Linked DNA regions of Dromaius novaehollandiae: region 1 is linked to region 2. The links are chromatin contacts, called in public Hi-C maps. All regions are on one chromosome and are shown on one strand. Each heading gives the region's core, a stretch centred on a gene start, on an enhancer-like site or on the middle of the called end of the contact. The rest is flanking DNA. Distances are from core to core; before and after follow the strand shown.

What was found. Hi-C and Micro-C count contacts between places; a contact is called where the count stands out from the background.
Region 1: a contact with region 2 is called in a Hi-C map of liver, with 8 times the contacts expected there. The contact joins the promoter of FARP1 here to the enhancer-like site in region 2. A contact is called at or near these places in 2 of 4 Hi-C or Micro-C datasets (brain and liver).

What each region holds. Positions count from the first base shown.
Region 1 is chr1:162,198,257-162,201,997 of bDroNov1.hap1, reverse strand. It overlaps FARP1 (FERM, ARH/RhoGEF and pleckstrin domain protein 1), which reads left to right and starts at 2,042. Exons shown (of 27, transcript XM_064504545.1): 1 at 2,042-2,438. LOC112994825 (a long non-coding RNA gene) reads right to left here and starts at 2,012. Exons shown (of 4, transcript XR_003262033.2): 1 at 1,829-2,012.
Region 2 is chr1:162,092,923-162,096,682 of bDroNov1.hap1, reverse strand. All of the region lies in intron 2 of FARP1 (FERM, ARH/RhoGEF and pleckstrin domain protein 1), which reads left to right. Among named protein-coding and RNA genes, the nearest start is that of FARP1, 110 kb to the left of the region's middle. Within about 2 kb of position 2,107, at least 1 of the 2 cell types and tissues checked has open chromatin away from gene starts, as enhancers often do.

The DNA.
Region 1 (3,741 bases), core at 793-3,292, 110 kb before region 2:
GTAAGTACACCATTCAGGACAATACTTCACTGTTGCTTTTTGCAGCACTGTAATAAATGTACAGTAGCTGCAGGGCAATCTGTTACTTCTGGTAGTATTGAGAAAAGTTTCAAGGTCACTCAAACTTGGAAGGCACTGAAGATGATCTCACTCATTTGATGCAGATTACAACAACTCTTTGTTAGGTGGGAATGAAGCATTAGTGATTTGAAAGTGTACATAAAATGCACCAGGAAATTCCAAGTGCTACTGTTGACCCTTGCTGTGCTGCTCTTACCCTAGCTGTACCTTAATTAACAGTTAAAGCTGTTGACATAAGTGTCTGGAAAAAGGTAACTTTTTTATTACTTTAGTGTTTTTTATTCACAGTTCATATTGTTAGAATGTGTATGTTAAACTTTCTTTTTTACAGACAGATCACGGATTTTGTAGGGAAAAAGTCTGCGGGAAATAACAGTGGTTACTATCTTATCAAATACTGACAGCTAAGGACGATTCCCAGCCTTTCAGTCAGTAATCCATGTACTTTGGTTAAGGTTTCAGAACTGTCCAAAGAAATGAAGTTCTCCACTTGATCTCACAAAGTTGGCTGGCACATGCATCCAGGTATCTCTAGTGAGGTGTTTGTGCATAGAGGCATTACTGTCAACAGCAGAGGAATTTGTCTTTTGGGATTAAGCAAGGGCAAGGCTTAGAGGAGAAAATATTTATAGCATTCACATATCTTTTCTCTTTCCCCCAGGGATGAAAACGCAGAGATAGCTGGGCTCCTCAAACGGTCTGTAAATGCTAAATGCTCGGAAGGGAAGCATGGGTCTCGATTACTTTACAAACATTCCTACTTCACTGCTCCCTGCTGGGTCACTGAGTGAACTTCAAAGACCTGAAGTCTTTCCTCTGTATCACTCATAAGTGTGCACTGTCCAGTCATCTTCCAGACAAATTCTGGGTGGAATCTAGGAAGAGGCCTAAAGAGATGCACATCCTAATGCTGCAGCTACGTAAATGGATAACAGTGTTGTAAGGGCAAATAGTTATGCTGGTCCTAAGTGTGTCTGAGAGCCTTTTCACCATAGATCCAGGTCTTCTCTGAGGCAATATACAGCATGTCTGGAAAAGGTGTCCCCCCAGCCCCAGCTTTTGCCTGGTGTTCTCCTTTCGATGCACAGACTGGAGACTTTTTTGAGAAAGCCCTTGAAGCGTGGACTGCTGCTACTTGTTCAGTTTTACAGTGCTGTGGTCTGTGGTCATTTAATGAGGGAGAAAAAATAGGTTACTGACCAGTAACCAGAAAATATGAATACACTGCCTAGCCCTTTGGTTTCTCTGGTGTCCAAGAGTATGGAGTCTTAAAGCATGACTGTGAAGGACTGCCTCTCAGTAAATCACGCGTCCATCTGTTCTCCACTGATTCCTGAAACCTCCTCCTAACCTCCTGCTTTCGGTAGACTCCTACCAAAAGCACCCACCTGAGACGGTCCTACCTCTGGGAGCCGCACTAAATGCACTAAAAAGGGGGGCGCGATGACACAGGGCACCTGCCGCCCGTCGCTCCGGGTCAGCACCCTGCGGCGGGAAGCCAGGCACCCCGCGGCACCGCCGCTTCGCCCCTCGCAGCCCCTGCCCGCACGCCGTTCCCCTCGCAGCCCCTGCCGCACGCCCTGCCCCTCGCCGCGCCCGCTGCCCCCCCAGCGCGGGAGTTAATCCGGGCTTAACCCTTCCCTCACGCCGCCTCGCCACAGGCGGCAGCGCCCACGCCGCGGGCACGGGGGCGCTGCCCACCCCTTCTGCCGGAGAGGAGGGTACGTGCCCTCCCCCGGCACCGCACCTGGCGCAGGGCGGTGGTCGCTCCTCCTCCTCCTCCTGCTCCTTCCCCACGACGGGCTGCCCGAGTCCCTGCGGCCGCGCCGAGGCGGGCGCCCTGCTCCTGCCACTGCCGCTGGCCGCGCCGCACCGAGGCGAGGCGAGCGGCCATGGCGCGCCGCCGCCGCCGCCTGTGAACGCTGGAGGGGGCTCTCGGCCGCCTCCTGCCGCCGGCGGCTCCCCCTCCGGGAGGGGGCAGGGTTAGGGGAGGTGCAGCCGCGGCAGAGCGGCGTCCAGTTCCAGCTCCCCCGGTCGGCGGGCGGCAGCAGGCTGCCCCGGCCCCCGTCGCCTGCCCTCCTTCTCCTCAGCGCCCAGCCCGCCGGACTCTTCCCCCTTGCAAAGCCGGACATGGCGACCCTGCTCCCGCGAGCCCCCCGCTGTCCTCCTCCTCCTCCCCCAGCCGCCACCACTCCTGCCGCCGCCTTCTCCTCCTCCTCCTCCTTCTCCTCCTCCTCCTCCTCCTCCCCGCGGAGCTTTTAATGGCTCGGACCTCCGGCGGCCAAGCCCGACTGCCCCTGCACCAGCCGCAGCGAGGAGAGCCAGCGGGAGCCCGCGCAGCCCCAGCCCCGCGCACGGTAAGGGCGGCACGGCGAACAATGGGGCCGGGCGGCAGCGGGTGGCGCCCGCCCCGCCGGGCACGGCGGCCGGGGCTGCGGGGCGGGCGGCGAGACCCGCCCGCGAGGCGGCGAAGGCGTGGGGCAGCGGCGGCGGCGGGGAGCGACGCCCTGCGCCGGCACCGCCGCCCCCTCCCCCCGGCACCGCCACCCCTCCGCGGGCGGTGACAGCCGCGGGGCCGCGCTGCCCGGTGGACACCCCGCGGGCGCCGCTCAGCCCCGCTTAATGCCATTAGCGCGGGTAATCCGCGGGAGGCACCGCGCCGAGCGGCGCCTGGTCCGCCCTCCCCCGCTTCCCCGCGGCCGGGCGCAGTCCGGACACCGGGCGGCGGCGGCCGGGGCTGCCGCACAACTTAGTGCCTTTTGTTTGGCCCCCGGGCTGGGACGCGGCCCGGCGGCGGGCGGGACGCCCCGGGCGTCCTCGCGGCGGGCCGGGAGCCTTGCGGCGGCTCGCGGTCCCGAACAGAGCTGAGGGGCGCCTTAGCCCTGCCTGCGCCCCCCACTCGCCTTCCCTCAGCTTTCAGCCCCCTTCCTGCCTGGGCTGAGCCGCGATCCTGGCTTACAAAGGGGCCGAGGGGCTGACACGGGGGAGGCGACGCCTCCCGCCTCGGTTTGGGCCAGCCCGGCAGCCCGCCCGGGGCGGCGGGGCGTCTGAGGGCAGCGCGCCGCGGCTCCCGGCGCGGGGGCGGCCCGGGAGAGCTGCCCCGCGGGGGCGGGAGGGAGGCAGGCGGCGGCACCTGGCTCGCCCCGGGGCCAGCGCCGACCCCGGGCTCCCCCAGCCGTTGGGGCGGGGCGGCTCGTGGCGTCGCGCCTGTGGCGGCCGTCGCCGCCCTCCCCGCCGTCGCGCCTAGGGAAGTGCCGCGGTGCGCCTGGCCTCGTGTCGTCGACGCCTCGGCTGTGCTGGAGCTAAAATAAATAAATAAATAAATAAAAGTTCGCCGCTTTCGAAACGGAGTGTTTGTCCACTCATCAGTAGGATCTGTGTCCATAAGGCATTAACTGTAGGGGAAAGGTTTTGATTAAACAACTTTATTTTCAGAGGTGGAGTTTGTGTGCAGTAGGCCTTATCTTTCATGATTCTGTGCCTTTTTTTTTTTCTTAGTACATGCAAACTCTTGTTTTGTTTTTTAAGTTGCTGGATTTGCTTGATTGCTGGCACCAAATAAATGAAACGTGTGGAGTATCTTTTTTAGTCACAGGCTTCGGACAGGGTTTCCTTCAAAGAGATCTGTCCCTGGAGAGTGGAAAGATGATTGCTCTACGG
Region 2 (3,760 bases), core at 858-3,357:
CAGTTTCTAGAAGTGTGCTGGAAACATGGAGAAGGCTTACCGTGCCACTTCAGTTTATATTCATAGAACGTCTTTCCTGAAAATGAAGAGTTTTGCACATGAATTCAGCATTGTTTTTCCTTCTGTCATTTCCAAACTTTCAGTATTTTCCAAGTGAAGTTAAGTGGCGACATAAGTCAAATGAATGCTTTTTCATTTGGATCTGATCCTGATAGATGCTGTGCGCCATTAATTTCCATTGACTCCAAAGAGGAGCAGAGAGAACACAGGATCTTTCAAGTTCTGGCCTTTTAATTGCAAATTAACGTAGTGCTTTTGATGTTGAATGCTCAGGGATACACTTTCTTTATAGCACTGCTAATTACTTCATTCATTAAAAGTAGTACTATGTTGCTGTGAATGCAAGTTAAGTCTTCATTGCAAACCCACTGCTGAACTTCCCAACTGTACAGTGTACAGTATCATACAGCAGCTTATTTTACGCTCAACTCATAGATAACATTGGTCACATAAGCTAGTGATCTGATGGTTTCAAAAAGGCTCCCCCCTTCTGTAAGTGTACTTGGCAAAAACAACTCTAATGCTCCAATATACATACTTCACATACTGTAAAACACGCATTCAGATTTATCTGATTTCTTTCTGGAGTGTAATTGTTAGATATCTGTAGATTTGGAAGATGATGGTGAGATGCCATCTTCCTTCTCTTCCTGTGGGTTTCTGATAAATTTGAATCTCTACTCCCCTCTAGCTGCTGTTCTGTCTGCGTTTCCATATTATTGCAAGAGGGGACCAGCAGGACTTCCAGTTTTCTTCTCGCTTGCATGCCAGGTCCTTCTCTCTATAAAAATGTTTTGCCACCTACAGTGGCCGCTCTTACTTTAGGCATGCAGCCATCAGTGTTAAATTGATGTAACCCCCAACTGTCTCATTTCTGACCATAGCAGCAGCTGTGCAGCTGGTGTTTTGTTACTTCCATACTGCAGCTCCTGAACAAAACTGCAATAAGCATCCAAGCACTGAATTTCTCTCAAACTCTTACATATGGCATTGCATTGGTGTTTGTTTATCTGAACAGCCATGAAGGTATTTTTGCCACTATGACTTATTACTGAGAAAAAATTCCTGAGTTCTGTAGAAATGAGTGTATTAGGTCCACTTGCACAGCAGGCAGAGCCTCCCAGTTGTCATTGCTGAGCTGAATTTCCATGCACTTTAAGTGATTATTAATAGGAATGCCAGCATGATCTGCAACAGTAAAAACTGATCGTGCAAACCTTGTTCAGCATTACATGTTTGCCGTAGTACAGGTAATCTCACTTCGCTGGCATTTAGATCATTTCTACTCTGCTGCACATTTACAAATGACTTTTACCATCCCTTGTGTTGTTTTAAGTGGAAGGCAGAACGTTCATTTGAGTTCAGTCACTGGATCAGTTCATACAGTTGGTCTGTTGATTTATTTTCTGCTAGTTCAGTTGCTTACTTTGGTTTCAGTCACAAACAAAATGTGCTTAGAATAAATCTAATGCTCATTCTATGAAAGAGTAATTTGTGACTGTAGATTTATAACAGTGAAGTAGGCTATAGCTTAATAATACTATGAAAGTTGCACTGCAGTAAGTAAGCTCATCAATTTGAATCAAAATTTATAGGACTAGTTTCTGAACTCCTGCTACTAAAAATTGTCCAAAGAGCCAGTGAAGGCTCTAGAGGTTGATAATAATGTGCAAGTCCATTCATCACATGGTCATTAGCTGAAATATGGTTCATATTGCTACTGTCCATTAAGTGCTGTAGTGGCCTGGTGTGTTTAAAAAATACTGAACAAATTACTCTTTTTGATTTTCGGTATTGGTGGATGATTCAAGGCATGATACGTATGCGTGCACATTTTAAGCATTGTCCAAATATTCTCTTCTCTTCTGACATATTTGGTCCCTCCAGATTAATGATAATGCAGTACGAGAAAGTCTATACTCTCTTTCATGTTGACATTTGACTCAAGGTTTACCAAGGCCTTCCTCTGCTCTGTAGTTGTTTAAAGCGTTCCAAAATGACTTTGGTGTTGTACAGCGTCACAACCGCATGCTTACGACTTTGTCCCAGAGGTCAAACTGGTAAGTGCAGCTGGTAAGCCTTTTCAGTTTAAAGGCATTTTCCTCACTGCCGGTAGCCTGTTACGATTACATTTGCAAGACCGATTTTTTGACCTTTCCGAGATGCATGTTTGTGAATACAAAAACTCCAGTTAGCTTGCGTACACGGGGGAGGTAAAGGAGCCTTAAATGCCTCCTCTGCTGCAGACCGAATGGAGATTTGGGTGAACAGATAAAAATACCTGCTGTTCTAGGGACTGGGAAAGCAGGCCCCACTGACTCCGTGTAGTTTTGGGAACGCATCCCTGGTCGGGTGTGCCGGCTCTGATCTGGTGAGCGGAAAGGTTGCTGGAACGGACCCGCTCCCTGGGAGACCGCAGGCACCGATGGACCCGGCTCCTTAAATTGCTGGTGAGTGAGTCACGCATTAGAATAGCTGACATTTTTAACAAAACTGCAGCCCTGGGTTTTGGAAAGCTGCTAGGTTTTACAGCACCAGGTACAGTTCTGCTGGATTTCAGTGGCTCTCAGCAGCAGATGGACCTAGGTTAAACTGTTACATTAAAACCAAAACAGCGTGCCTGTGGTGGTCCTCAGCTCCAGAAAGATCATAGGAAGGGTGTTTTCTGCTTGAGATCTGAGGCCTAAACTTGAGGGAACATCAGATGTGCTGTGTTCATGAAAACTGAGTCCAGCTACGATTCCCCTGGTATTTCTGCCCTTCTCCAGCCTCCTGGCGTGGCTGCTGCTCCCAGCCCCATCCTGCAAGAACAACCCCACCAAGGTTGCCCCTTGCCCTCCCCAGCTGTAGCCACTGGGCTAATTAAGAAAAAAAACCCTCCTCTTCCTCCTGCATATCCTGCCCTCTGAAGGAAGTGTGCCATATGTATTTAAAGATCAGATTAGTATATTCAGCAGGATGGTCAGGTTTTCCTGGTGTTATGGAGACTTTTGGTGCTGGAGGGACTATGGGTGTTTGGTCACTGTTGAAAATGGATGTGTAACTACATGCAGAGTGGGTCAGATGACATGCTTTTACATCCTTGGAGAAAGATTTCTTGTATTGATCTCTAGTCTAATCATCATAGAAAATTAAACCAAGGTAGCTCTGCTGTTTTTGTACTTTGCTGGCCATTGACTCTGCTGGCCAGAGCAAAAAGCAAATGAGCCCTTCATTGGTTTTATTTTATATTTACCTGAAGAGGGCTCACACGTAAGTGTTTGCTGAACTGCTTGGAGCTTGTGAGAACAGGAATGGGCTGTGGAAAGGATTCCCCTCCTAGCATAACTGCTTCATGTGATTGCAATGGAAGGAGAGAGCAGCACTGCCCTTTGCAAAGTGCCCAGCTTTAATAGGCAGGTGTTTTTTCAACCTTTTCCCAGCATTATGTCTCCTGTTTTAATATTTTTCCTCCTTCCCTCTTCATTCTCACTGCTTTTATTTCTTCTGGAGGAAAGAGAAGAAGCTGGCCACCTCCTTCACTTTTATTTTGAAATTGTTTCCCCTCCCCTGGCTCACCTTTCAGCTCTCATAATCTGTAAAGGAGTTTGTGTGTATAGTTACCATGAAATGCTTTTTTGATGAGAGGCTCTTGTTCATTGTGTTCAAACTACACAGAATAAGTAATTACTTAAATATTAGACCTTTGTGACATAGTCTG